Linked DNA regions of Mus musculus: region 2 is linked to region 1. The links are chromatin contacts, called in public HiChIP or PLAC-seq maps. All regions are on one chromosome and are shown on one strand. Each heading gives the region's core, a stretch centred on a gene start, on an enhancer-like site or on the middle of the called end of the contact. The rest is flanking DNA. Distances are from core to core; before and after follow the strand shown.

What was found. HiChIP or PLAC-seq counts read pairs in DNA pulled down with a chosen protein or histone mark.
Region 2: a contact with region 1 is called in an H3K27ac HiChIP or PLAC-seq map of extraembryonic endoderm stem cells, with 2.4 times the contacts expected there. The contact joins two enhancer-like sites. A contact is called at or near these places in 2 of 115 datasets of contacts at active chromatin or transcription factors (embryonic stem cells and extraembryonic endoderm stem cells) and 1 of 9 other capture datasets (liver).

What each region holds. Positions count from the first base shown.
Region 1 is chr3:79,241,812-79,248,760 of GRCm38.p6, reverse strand. 4921511C10Rik (RIKEN cDNA 4921511C10 gene) reads right to left here. Exons shown (of 3, transcript NR_045502.1): 2 at 200-584. It also overlaps a transcript of Rapgef2 not described here. Among named protein-coding and RNA genes, the nearest start is that of 4921511C10Rik, 32 kb to the right of the region's middle. Within about 2 kb of position 4,215, at least 70 of the 459 cell types and tissues checked have an H3K27ac peak or open chromatin away from gene starts, as enhancers often do. A contact at or near this core is called in extraembryonic endoderm stem cells, where this site is marked.
Region 2 is chr3:79,653,948-79,660,896 of GRCm38.p6, reverse strand. It overlaps Rxfp1 (relaxin/insulin-like family peptide receptor 1), which reads left to right. Exons shown (of 18, transcript NM_212452.2): 12 at 755-826; 13 at 3,414-3,485; 14 at 4,583-4,654. Among named protein-coding and RNA genes, the nearest start is that of 4930579G24Rik, 28 kb to the right of the region's middle. Within about 2 kb of position 4,001, at least 2 of the 459 cell types and tissues checked have an H3K27ac peak or open chromatin away from gene starts, as enhancers often do. A contact at or near this core is called in extraembryonic endoderm stem cells, where this site is marked.

The sequences.
Region 1 (6,949 bases), core at 2,966-5,465:
ATGCAATACATATATATACTAAGTATACAATGTTGGAAATCCAGTGTGGCTATGAGTTTATAAGTGATTCATGGGACACCCTAACTTTTATGGATTCACATTAGGTACAGAATGTAAGCTGTTGAAGAATTATTAAGATGGCCATTGGCGTATTTCGTTAACCAAGCTTGGATTGTATTAAATCCTACTGTTTCCTTACCGGTTTATCCTTGTACTCCGGACCCTTCAGTCAGTGCCTTATCTTCTCAGACGGCTGACTCTTCCGACCTGCGTTTTCTTTGACAACCTGAGGATTAGTGGTAGATATCCATCCTTTGGCATTTCTCTGATGTTTTTCCTCCTCGATGGGCCGTGGTTATGGGTGCTCCTGAGATCACAGATATAAAGAAACCACTTCCCGCTTCACATTGTTGGTGCAGACCATGACTGCTGGCTGAGTTAGCACTTGTCACGTCTCTTTCAGAACATGCCCTGACCAGAGCTTCTGTCCTTTGGATGCAAGTCTCTCAAGGGGTGGAGAGTTAAGCTTCCTTCCTGGAGGGAGGATGGAGCGTCCGTGTAGACTGCAGTACCGCATTTGAATTCTGTGAATTAGATTTTATTCATCTCAGCATGGATTTGGGCATAGTGACTCTAGATTATCACATTACATGGTATTTCTCACACTTTCCCAGCCCTTTCAGCGCATTCCTGTCCACACAGTGCTGTGGGCTCATTTTCCAGTCCAGCCCTAGGACCAGGGAGATCTTGAAAGAAGACAGGTTCTTTCTAGCACCAGGGTGCAGGGAGTGTTGTTGCTTCTGGGATGTTCCTTCTAGCATCCCCTCACAGAACCAGAAACAGATGTGCACAGACTGGCACGTGCTAAGTGTAGGTACTTGTGCTGTCAAGGCATGCATGACACTCTCTTATTTTTAGTTCTGTGCTGACAGGTAGCTAGTTCGGGACCCCACCCAGTGGGCAAGTACTCGTCCCGGAACTGTATTCCCAGGCAGCGGCTGGGCCTTTGAAGCTTCCCTGGGCGATTTTAATTTGGAGCTTAGTCTGAGGACTGCTGTTCCTCACTTTACAGAAACACAGATGAGGATGCCTTATTATTAAATATTAAAATCAGTCAATTGTATGTGCGCGTGTGCGCATGTGTGGACATGTTTGTGTGGCCATGTGTGCATGTGCGGTAAGGGGCCAGGAGAGTCAGAGTCATGTAGTAGTAGTCATGTCTAGCCACGACCTTGTGATCATCCTGCCTCAGCCTCTTGTCTTTCAAGTGCTAGGGTTATAGGCATGCACCACCATTCCTGGCTGAGTATGACATGGCTTAGTAATTGAGGAATATAGTTAGAGACTAGAGGGGTCCTTTTTCTTTAGATCCTTTTTTCTTTAGACTGAGCCTCCAGTGTCTGTATATGGTGAGGAACTATCAGCACAGGAGGGCTGAGCTTTTCCTGGCATGTATAGCATCCCCACCCCCAAACCCTGACATCGAATCTTGCTGTTTCTTTAAGAAAGGATCTATCTAGACTTTAGAAGAAAGGTAGGGCGTTCCAGGAAGGATGCTATGTAAACTTATAAGTGAAGGTTTGATTTTAAATTCAGTTGAGAATTAGCCAACTTTACAATAAGGTGAACACATTTCAGTACGTGGAAGGAAGGAAGCATATATGTTAGCTGTTTGTTTAGTGTTTGAGGGAACAAAGAACTGTGCTTTAATTTGTTACACTGTTTCTAATCCTCTCAGTCCCTAAGTGCTGCCGCTAACAAGGGCATGCACGCTGGCTGGTAGATAAAGACTTACCTTTTAATAGATGATTGATAGTCTCCTTTAGACAGGAGTGCTTTTAGTAAGTTGGGGCTATTCTAGCTCCAGGATCTTAGGGTTCCACTGCTATTAATATATGATGTTATAATTTAAAGAAGTGAATGTTTTCTCCTAGCGGTCAGAATTCTCTGTGGACTAAATAGGAGACTGTCAGTCTGTAGTAGGCAGGTAGGATTTAGAAAGGACAGTTACAGTAGCTGGTTCCTTCCCTTACTGGAACCTCTGTTATGTGGCTTTTCCTCTTTGTTCTCTAAGGAGGAAAGGAAGCAAGCACACTGTATTATCGACTAACACACTGCCTTGAACATTTCCATCTTCTGAAATGCTTGCACTCGTAAGTTGGTTTTGTTTTGGGGAATGATTACATCTGGTGTCACCAAGTGCAGATTACCATCGCTGCTCCCCCTCCCCCCCCCCCCCCCCGGCCCCCCAGCCTTCACTTTAGATTGCTCCAGAAACAGGGGGTTACTTCAAGCACTTAGAACTAGTGGTTGGTAATGCAGTTTGTCTGTCAGTGTAGTGAATTTGTTTAGTAAACCGTTTTTGGTGATAGCAGATTGAATTAATGATCAACTAAGGACATAGCAGACTCCTTCCCTCCCTCCCTCCTTTCCTTCTTGTTATACTGGGGATTGAATCTAGGGCTTCATACATTTTAAGCCACCATCATACTACAGAGCTAAATCTTCAGCAAACACCCTCCCCACAGGTTAATTTTAATTTTGAGGTAAAGTCTCACTGCCTTATCCAGGGTGTCTTGAACTGACTTTGTAGCCCAGAAGGGTTTTGAACTTGGATCTTGTCTCAGGATGTGATTACAGGCGTGCAACCCAGGCACAGCCCAGAAAAGCGTTTATATATATATATATATATTTGGAGTCAGGTACAGAGAGAGATTTATGACTCGCTTAGGCTCTCAGAGAAGACTCTACTCTAGATTCAGGTTCCTTGCTGTTTAAGAATTCTACATTTGGGCCAGTGAGATCACTCCAAAAGTAAAGACAATTGCCCCCAAGTTGACCTGTGTTCAATCCCTGGGCTCCACATGGTGGAAGGAGAGAACTGACTTCCTCAAGTTTTTCTCTGACTTCCACATGCACTGTGGCAAGTGTATATACCTGAGTATGTGTGCACCCCTCCCCCAACAGAGAAATTAGTGTTGAAAAGAAATTGTGCATTAGAGCAAGTGAATGGAGACAAGTTCTGCTTTGGTAGAAATTAGTGGTAGGAGTGTGAAGGTGATCTCAGAATCACAGGCACATTTTATTTGTCCAGAAACCAATTATATAGCTTTATGTAAACACATAGTATATAAACCACTCTCTTGGTTTGTAAGTATATATACACATATGTGTGTGTGTACATGTGTATGTATGTGTATGGAGGCACGAGGACCTTGGATGTTGTCTTCAGCTGTCCACTTTTTTGTTTTTGGTACAACATTTCTGATTGGCATGGAGCTTGCTGATTTTGTTAGATGGATTGAACAGTAAACCCCAAGGATCCTCCTGCCTCAGCCTCCCTAGTGGCGGACTCACCGCAGCTGGCTTTAAAGAAGAGATTTAAGGACATGTATTAATTATGTATCATAATGGGTCTCACTGTGGCATTCTCATGCATGTATCTTGATCTTATTACTCCTCACTCCCAGCCCTCTCTTGTCCCCCTCCCCCTCCTCCTGTCCTCCTCCCAGCTCACCTTTCTGTCTACATTAAAGCCTTATAAAATATGTGTGATGCAATGAGTTTCATTAGAGTTGTTTACAGGATCATGGCTACCTTCTGAGTGGTTACACTACTGGAGCAAACATGTTTTCCACCATCAACCTCGAACCTCATACAAACCCTTCCAGAGGGGTGGGGTCCTGTGAGCCCTCACTCTTTTCATGACATCACATCAGCTCAGGAGCGTATCAGTTCCCATGCTTGGAAGTCAGTGTTCCTCGAGGAAGCCTCTCGCTCCTCCCTTTCCTGAAGCTCTTACATCCGTTCCACTCTTTTCTCTTGCCTTGTTCCCTGACCCTTAAAAGTGTGATGCAGATGTTACACTTATAGTCGGACATTTTAACTAATTTAGTCTCAGTCCTTGGACCAGTTTTGAGTCTCTGCTGCCTCTGCTGACCACTGCCGAAGCTAACAGAGTACTAACTGAAGGTTACAAACACAGTTATCTGGAAGACAATGAGATGATTGTTCCAGGTCCATTCGGCAAAACCCCAGCCAGCGTCCCCATGACCTCCTCAGCCACAGGTTTCTGTCTGGATTTATATCGTATCAGAGGTGAAATCCCTTATGTGGAGAAGGCACCCAATGCAGTTGGGAAGTGTTGATGACCGCATTTCAGCCTTGCCACTGTCGCGCTAGTGGGTTCACCTTACTTGGCTTACTCAGGATTGTTGCACGTGAGTCATGTCCAAGTAATACTGTTGCCGACTTTCCTCCCCCGCAGCCTGCATAGCACCTTCCAGGGCTGGGAGAGTTAGCCACTAAGGGAGGAAGCCTGCATAGCACCTTCCAGGGCTGGGAGAGCCAGCCACTAGGGAGGGAGCTTCCAACCCAGTTCCTGCTCCAGATCCCTAGGTCCTTCCACCAAGGCGTATTTGCCTGCCCTTTTTTAAAATGTAGGTCCTGGGAGCTGAACTCAGGTCTTCCTGCGTGAGCAGCAGACACTTTATAGACTGAGCTATCTTGAAGCCCCCGTATAAACTCCTTCTCAGTAGCTTGTGTTTTTAAAGCACTGGTGTTCAGGTGAAGCAATAGTGGATATTTATTTATTTTTCTAAATTCTATAAGAACACCTATAACTTCCATAATGCAGACCCCAGAAATGAACACAGAAGGCTTTTAATAGGTATAACTACTAGGATTCTCACACTGAGTATAGGAATGACTTTAGTCTATAGTGAGTCTGTGAGGCTTGTTTGGAATCATACATAGGTGAGAAGAAGCCGAGAAACTTAGCATTTGAAGCCCAGTATAAACTTCTTTTAATTCATCTAGTACGCTCTGAGGTATATGTGATACTTTGTGTATACGGCTATTCTCACCTCAGGGAAATTAATAAATTATATCTTAGGCATGTGCTACTCCAAATAATGTGCTACTCCAAATAACAACAGAGGTTCTTACAAAGAGATGCTATATAAAACCAGACATTGTCTTGATCTTTTGGCTATGAGCTCAGCCGTATAAGAGTCATCTCTCCAGGTCTACAAAACAGACATTATCTTAAGTCATATTCTCTTAGTGGCTTCCTTCTCCTACTCAACGGCATGGTTATTCTGAGACCTAGCATGCAGACAAAAGGTCAGAGAGAAGACTTGGGAGGTTTCCTTCTGCACTGGTCACTAACATGTCCTAACTAGAGGAGGAAACCCACAGCAATGACAGTACAGTGTGAAGAAGGTTCAAGGGCCAAATCCTGGTGCTGCTTAGTGTTGGTTACAGGAATGAAAAGAAAACAGCACGCGCTGCTCAGAGGCTTCTGGAAGCTGCTGTTCTCCTGCCAAGGAGTTGTAGCTCGGTACTTTTCTGAGATCACAGAGGTTTCTTTCAAGTCCATAAAGCTCTGGAAAGAGCGTCAAGCCCCATGTCTAGCTACATGGTAAATAAAATGAACCCATGTCTCAAGCTCTCATTTTCCTTCTGCACAAGAAACCCAAGAACTGCTGACGGCGTGACGGGTGAAAGTTCTATCCAGTAGTTTTACTTTTGTGTCTTGATCCACAGTCGAACGCTTACCCATTTCTTTATTTGCTTTCCCTTGTTTTGACAAGCGTAGGACAGCAGTTCTCAACCCGTGGGTCATGACCCCCTTGAGGGTTGATATTTACATTGTGTTTTGTAACAGTAGCAAATCACAGTTGTGAAGTGGCAGCAAAACACCTTTGAGGGACTGTGTTAGAGGGACTGTGTTAGAGGGACTGTGTTAGAGGGACTGTGTTAGAGGGACTGTGTTAGAGGGACTGTGTTAGAGGGACTGTGTTAGAGGGACTGTGTTAGAGGGACTGTGTTAGAGGGACTGTGTTAGAGGGACTGTGTTAGAGGGACTGTGTTAGAGGGACTGTGTTTGTTAGAGGGACTGTGTTTGTTAGAGGGACTGTGTTAGAGGGACTGTGTTTGTTAGAGGGACTGTGTTAGAGGGACTGTGTTAGAGGGACTGTGTTAGAGGGACTGTGTTAGAGGGACTGTGTTAGAGGGACTGTGTTAGAGGGACTGTGTTAGAGGGACTGTGTTAGAGGGACTGTCTCAGCATTAGGGAGGTTGAGAACCACTGGGACTTTAGAGCTGCCTAGACTCTAGGAAATTAAGAAAAATGAGTGTTTTGACATTTCTTCTGTGTGGCCTTGCCTTAAGCAGAGTTAATGGAAAGGGCTGAGCTGCTTTGTAAGAAGTGCCAGGTAGGGAAATAGGCGGTGCTATCTGTGACTCTGGTGGGGCATGACTGGGCATTATTTATTTTGATGTTTTCCTACCCGAGTCAATTCTTTATTGATGTCAGAAGTTCCTGGAACCCACATGTGTGATCCTGCATGAGGCAGGAACGTTCTACTTTTCAGGGACTGAAACCACGACGACCGGGTGCAGGCTGGCAGGCCGGGGCCACAGCTGATTAGTAAACGCACCCTGTGTCTCACAGGACACTCATTCCTGAAGCACCGTGCCATTTTTGAAAAGCAATATATGTTCTTTTCTTTTTATGGTTGCAAGGTATAGAGGGTGTAAGACCAGTTTTGGAAATAACACTTTTGTAATATTGCTCTAGAAATTGAGAAAAGTACTCACAGATAAAATATCAGGATCCCCCCCCCCACCCCCCCCAGGAAGCTGAAAGTTTAAGTTATCAAGCTGATTAGATTTCGTTCATAATTTCTCCTTCCTTGCTCTCTCAAGATTTGAACCTGAATGCATCTGTTATCACCAAGTTAGTTATGGCACCTGGTAGTGTCAAACTCAAAAAAGCCAAGCAGTATGAACTTTTATGTCCTGTTAATATCCCGGAGAATCAGAAAGCAGAGGCAGGCCAACCAACAGCGCTTGCTTCCAGGTCAGACAACCAGTGAGATGCCAAGTACCTGTGGGCTCGTGTTTATTAGAAATACAATAATGTATAAGAAAGAGTTGCCATAGG
Region 2 (6,949 bases), core at 2,752-5,251, 410 kb before region 1:
GAAGTCACTTTTCCTGTTGTAGCTCACAATCTCCTAACTCAAGCTCACTGAGACCTTTTCTTGTTTAAAAGAAGCTAGAGCTTCTCTCATGTCAACACTTCACAGACCATGCTGCTGAAAGCCCTTTATAGCTCCAAGGTGACATCATGTTAGGTTCCCCCTCTGCACACATATGTCCCGCCCAGGAGAGTATGAGCCTGTGCATCTCTCTGAAAGAAACTTGAACCTCAAATTACATATTTTGAGGTAACTGTAAGAAACCCGGACAAAAGAAAAATCGGGGCTTCAAATTGTATCCTTTCTCTAACAGAAAAGGAGAAAGGGGGAAGAGAAAGGATGAAATATGGACTAGAACTTACAAAATGGAGAGAGAAGATTTTTAGACCCATTCTGGCTTCGAGTACATTGTAGTGTTGAGGATATCCTTGAATTTCTGACCTTCCTGCTTCCACTTCCCAAATGTTTGCATTAGGGATATGTGCTACCATCCCTGGCTCATGATAGAACAGCTTTTATTTCACTCCCTCTTCTAAAGCCTCTTGACTTCATGCATGTGGAGGCGGAGCTCAGAAGTAGGGCACACATTGAGCAGGATCAAGGCTGTGAGTTCAATCCCCACACCAGGGAGATAGTTCTTCTCTTGGTATTTACCAAAGGCACTGTTGGAAAGTTGTAAATGGTTTTCAAATGACTTTTCTACCAATGAATGGAGTCTTCAAAAACCAATATGACATGTTTGCAATTGTCTCCCTAGGGATTTAGGAAGTAATAAGATTGAAAATCTTCCACCGAACATATTTAAGGATCTGAAGGAGCTGTCGCAATTGTAAGACATTAACTTACCTCTTCATTTCTTTATCTTATTTTTCAACTGTGGTAAACTATACATAGCATTCGGGTTATCCATCTGTTTCTGTATCACTGGATTACATCAAGATCTTCCACATTCCTGTTCAACTCTCACCTGCATCCACCTCCATAGATTTTTTTTTTACTTAGTACAAATATGAAACCCCATAACCATCAAGCACGAATTCCACATCCATCAAGCCCCAGTCCTGGCAACCACCATTCTTCTTGCTCTGTGTCCATAGTTGCTATTTTGTGACGGGCTTGTTTCTCTTACCATACCAACAAGGTACATCAATATTGTAGCATGTGTCAGAATTCTCTTTGCTCTTAAGGCTGCAGTCATCCTCCAGCCCATGGACACTTGGATTGCTTCCACCTTTTGGCTAGTTTGCATAATGCTGTTATGAACACATGTGCCCGTTCATGTCTGGAGGTCCACCTTCAGTTATTTGGGTTCTATGTTCCTTCTTAACTCACAGCAACCTTTAAGTTTACCTAATGAAGGCATCATAAATCAGAACTATTCACTTTAAAGCTCATTTAATATTAATACTCTCTCCACCACTGTGAATTAGGAACCCGTGTACTGTAGAGTATCTGCTTTGTACTGTTGAGTTTCGATGGCTGTCTGGGAGCTGCAGCCCGAGAGAAGATCTTAGAGGAGCTCCCCTTTTTACTAATCCCTTTGTACCTCCCTTTCTCAATAGTACTGTATCAAGGCAGTAATACTGTATTCAGGGATGAATAATGCATATTAGGCAAAGGACTCTACCGCTAAACCATACAACTACCCTTAAAGCATGGCTTCCAGTAGCGGTACATTGCTTTTACACTGTTGTAAAGCAAAAAAATCCTGAACCAGAGACCACTTGTATACCCCCAGAAATTAGGTGACTGGGTCACACGGTAGTTCTAGCTCCGCTCTGTTTCACTGTATTTCCCATCAGAGCTGTGCCAGTGTACATCTCTCTCGGTGCACAGGGCTCCAGTTTCCACCATCTTCCAACACCTGTTATTTGCACTTCTCTGGCTCACAGTCACCTTAGCTGAGAATCTTTGAGGATCTGATTTTCACTGCTCCGCAAACAGTGGTGTTGAGGATTTTTTTTCCCACGTGTTTGGTCACTTACCTGTCTTCCGAGGGAAAAGCTACTCACGTGCTTCATTCATTTTTATGTGATCTCCTTTTGCAGTTGTTGAGTTTTAATTCTTTACGTATCCTGTGTTTTCTACAGACAGTCCTATGTCCTACAGAGATCTCACATGTGTTTTCCCCTCTATTATGAGTGACATTTCCTTAATTTTAACATACTGCCACTTTTCTATCTTTTACTTTCTTGTCTAAACTTTGTTTCATATCTAAGACACTGTCAAATCCACTCAATGAAATTCTCTTCTATTTCGATAGCTTTACCTTTAGGTACATCCTTTTGGAGTAAGCTTGGGGACATGGTCCAGTAAGCGTCTAATTCTATTCTTTTGCACAAGGTTATCCAATTTTCCCAACACTGGTTATTTAAAAAAAAAAAAAAAAAGTCCTTTCCTTGTTGAATGCCTTTGACACCTATATCAAAAGTTATCTGATTATGTCTGAGTCAGGTTGTCTGTGGACTCTATAGTTGAGCTCTTTGGTCTACCCAGCTGTACATTACTGTGGGAACCCTAATGCTGTTCTTTTCTTCCAATACTGCTTTTGCTATTTGGGCACCTTTGATGTCTTATATAAATTCGTAAACTTTAATATGGACTGAGTTTTCCAATGCCATGAACAAGAATATCTTTCCCTTTATTGCTGTTGATCTAGTTCATCTTCTGCTACTATAATAAAATACAGCAGCCTGCCTAATGTATAACCAATAGAATTTTATGTTAAGTTAAGAAGTTCAAAAGTCAAGGCCAAATCTAGTGACATACAATGTCATCCTCAGCTATTCTCTGTCTCTAATAAATAAATTAGTAATTTTTTCTGATGAATACTGATTCTGAGGTTGCTTTATCTATCTGTTGACCATTTGTGTGTCTTCTTTTAGGCAATATCTACTCATGTTTTTTGTCTATTTCTTTATCAGATTATTTGTCTTTTTTCAATTGCATTTAGTCCCCTATATTTTTTTAGATATTAATCCATCCTCAATGGATGCTCTGCAGGGGTAGGGATGTGGCTCAAAGGTGGAGTGCATGTTTACCACAGTGTGTGCAGAACAAAACTAGAGGGAGAGAGAGAAAAATGAGAGAGTGCCTTGCAAATCGTTTTTCTATGCTGTAGTCGCCTCCTTTCATGGTGTGAAGGAGCTTTTGGGGTTGATGTGGTCCTCTTTGGCTCTTGTTGCTTTTACTGTTTATGTTTTGGAAATCACATCCAAAGGAAATCACTGCCAGGCCAGTTTCATGGAGGTCTTCCACTATGGTCTCAGGGCTGACATTTAAATTTTCAATATACTTTGAGTTGTACTACATTTTTTTAGTAAATATCTCAAATTCATTCAAAGTCAACAAATATATTCTCTTTCTCCAAACAATTTTTAGGAATGACTTATGGCTGTCTTTTTTTTTTAACTCAGGAATATTTCTTATAACCCAATCCAGAAAATTGAAGTAAATCAATTCGATTGTCTTGCCAAACTCAAGTCTCTGTAAGTATATGCTTGTACAGTTTTACTTCAATACTAATAGCATACATGCTCTTGTATCTTTTAATTATGTTTTATTTCAAGCTCCACAAAAATATATGAGTCCTTGATGGACTATAGACATATAGAATTGCTCCTATATCATGTGTCAATAAACTAAAAATTAAATGAAAATGAGCCTCTACATCTCTCTGTGGCACCAAGATTAAGATACCGAATTGTGCACTTGTGTTCTCTGAATGTATGGGGCATATTCATTGCTCCATTAATTCTGGGTAGTTGAGATTTACTGTAAGTATCTCTCCTAGCTTGTTATAAAAGAACATTGATGCAATGAAACACTGACCAAAATAAACTTGGGGAGAAAAGGGTTTATTTGGCCTATAGGTTACAATCCATCATTGAGAAAAGCCAAAGCAGGAACTCGAGGCTTGAAACAGAAACCATGGAGGAATGCTGTTTACTGGCTTGCGGGCACTTCGATGTCAATCATTAATCAAGAAAATGCACCACAGATACGCCCACTAGCCAAAACAATGGAGGCTGTTTCCACAACTGGGATTCCCTCTTCCCAAGTGTGTCAAGATGACAACAAAGATTACCCTCAAATGCAATTTTCTAGACTATGTTAATCATGACTCCCAACACACACACACACACACACACACACACACACACACACACACACACGCACACACACACCAAAAGCTCTGTTAATGTCTAATTGTCTTTAAAAGATAAGCCTCGGTTCCTCTTATCTAACTATTCTACAGTAAAATAGCTCTTTATTAGATAAAAAGTATGACTTAAAAGGCATTGGAAAAATTAAAGATGTCCAGAATATAATGTATGCACTTATTCTACAAACATTTATTGACTCGTTAGCATGCATTAGGTATTATATCATGAACTGTGAAGATATTTTTTTAAGGATATACATGGCTATGAGCCAAGGAAGTGTCTAGAGAGGCTGAGACTAAGTATTTCACTTAGAACAATGTTAACTAAGGGCACATTGCTGCATTGTCTTTCACAAAAATAATTGCCTTACTATGCTGTGGCTAACATATGTGCTTTTGACTATTACTTGGTATTTTTAGCAGCCTTGAAGGAATAGAAATTTCAAATATCCAACAAAGGATGTTTAGACCGCTCATAAATCTCTCTCACATGTAAGTAGATGTCTTCTTGTTGTTCACCTTGATTTTAATTTTTATGTCCCCATATAATATATACATACTAAATATAAATAAAATATTAACAAGTTCTATTACTTTGTCTCTGTATGGTTAGTATTTGTGTCCCTCTTCCAGATTGTAGGTTGCAATCCTAACCCCAAAGTGATGGTATTATTAAAAGGTGAAGCCTGGAAAAGCTGATTAGCTCCTGAGGGCAGATCCTTCATGAAGCGTCAGTATCCCTTTTAAAGAGAATTGAAAAACAGGGTGGTGGCACACCACCTTCAAACCCAGCAACTGGGAAACAGAGATGGTGCATCGCTAAGTTGGGAGTCAGCCTGGTCTATATGGAGAATTCAAAGCTACTCATGGCTTCATAGTGATACCCTGTCTCAAAACAAAAATGAATTTAAGAAAGACTAGAGCTAGTACATCAAAGCACTGGGTTTGATGGATTCCCACAAGAGGAAGGAGACAGGGGGAGAGGGAGGAGTCCTGGGTGGGGAGATAGCTCAGATGGGGAAAATGCTATGAAAACATGAGGACCTGAGTTAACCAGCACCTGTGTGAAGGAATAGAAATTTCAAATATCCAACAAAGGATGTTTAGACCTCTCATAAATCCTAGAACCGTGTAAGCCTAGAATCATGTGAGCCTGTGACCATGTGACCCTATAACCATGAGAATCTATAGCCATGTGAGCCTATAGCCATGTGAGCCTAGAATCATGTGAGCCTAGAACTGTGTGAGTCTAGAACCATGTAAGCCTATAACCAAGTGATCCTATAACCATGTGAGCCTATAGCCATGTGAGCCTATAACCATGTGAGCTTACAACCATAATAACCTATAGCCATGGGACCCTATAACCATGTAACCCTCTTACCGTGAATTACACACAAAAGAGGGAAAACAAAAAAGTTGAAAGTATCAAACTTTAGGAGAGAAAAGAAGAAAAGAAGGAGGAAAAGAAAGATGGAGGGAGAAAGGGACAGAGGGAGGATCTCTCTTGCACCATCCACTATGTGAGTTCACATAGTAAAAATGTATCAGGAAGCAGGACTTCACCAGATATCTAATATGCTGGTGCCTTGACCTTGGATTTCCCAGCATGGGGAAGTGAGAAATAAATGTTAATTGTTTAAATTCCCAGTCTATGGGATTTTTCAGCAGCCTAGATAGTCTCAGACATCAGTATTCAATAGTTAAATGCTTAAAGTTTGACATTAACCGGACAGATTTTAGTTTTCCACACTCTGATAAAATTTTATGGGAAAAATTAAAAATACCAAGAAACACGAATGTAAGAGGGGCCAACTGAATCATACAGAGCACACACATCATCTCTGGTACCAGGCACAGATGCTGATATTTACCCAGCAAGCTAGTGATGTGTACACTTTGCGTAAGTACCACCAGATGAGGACATAAGAATGTATATAAAAGAATTACAAAGAGGCTGGAGAGGTGGCCCAGCAGGTCAAAGTGCCTGAGTTCAGATTCCCGGTACCCGAGTAAAACACAGAAGAAGGGGCGTGTGTGTGATCTCAGCACTCCTCCAGTGAGCTGGGACACAGGGACAGGACAGTCCAACTGGAAGCTTGGGAGCCACATAACCTGGAAAGTGAAGTGCAGACACAAACAAGAGAAGGTCTGCCTCAAAACCAAGGTTGAAAGTCAGGATCAACACCTGAAGCTATTCTCTGACCTATTCATCCATGCATGGAACACATGAGTCAGATATATACACACATCTCACACAATATAACACAACACACACATTAATTTGTAGCAATTATTTATTGTTTTAAATATGCATTTATATGTCATATAAATGTATAATATACATATATGATGTACAAATGTACAAACATGTTTTTAATAGATATAAATAATTGTTACAAATTAATGAAGATGGGAGAACCCGTCCTCAGGGAAAATTGTCCGTAATATCAGAGTATGGTTGGAGAAAGTATGTGGATGAAATGATAACCTTTGTGAATTCTATATGTTGTGTCTGGTTTTGCATTGGTGATATATATACCTTATACATATTTTGAGTTGAGTTGCTATCATAGCAAGCGCTAGACTGTTCTTCACATTGTGGTAATTTTCAATACTTTAGAACTGTCTTATCAACCATTCTGTATTCTTCCTTGTGCTGTAAGTCTAGCACAGGGCATTGTTTCTATTTCCCAAGATTCCTCAGAGACAAAGCTTTCATAAGCTTTTTTGCTTGCTCACAACAAAGCAGTCTGGTCAAGAAGAGTTTATTGCAAGAAACTAGTG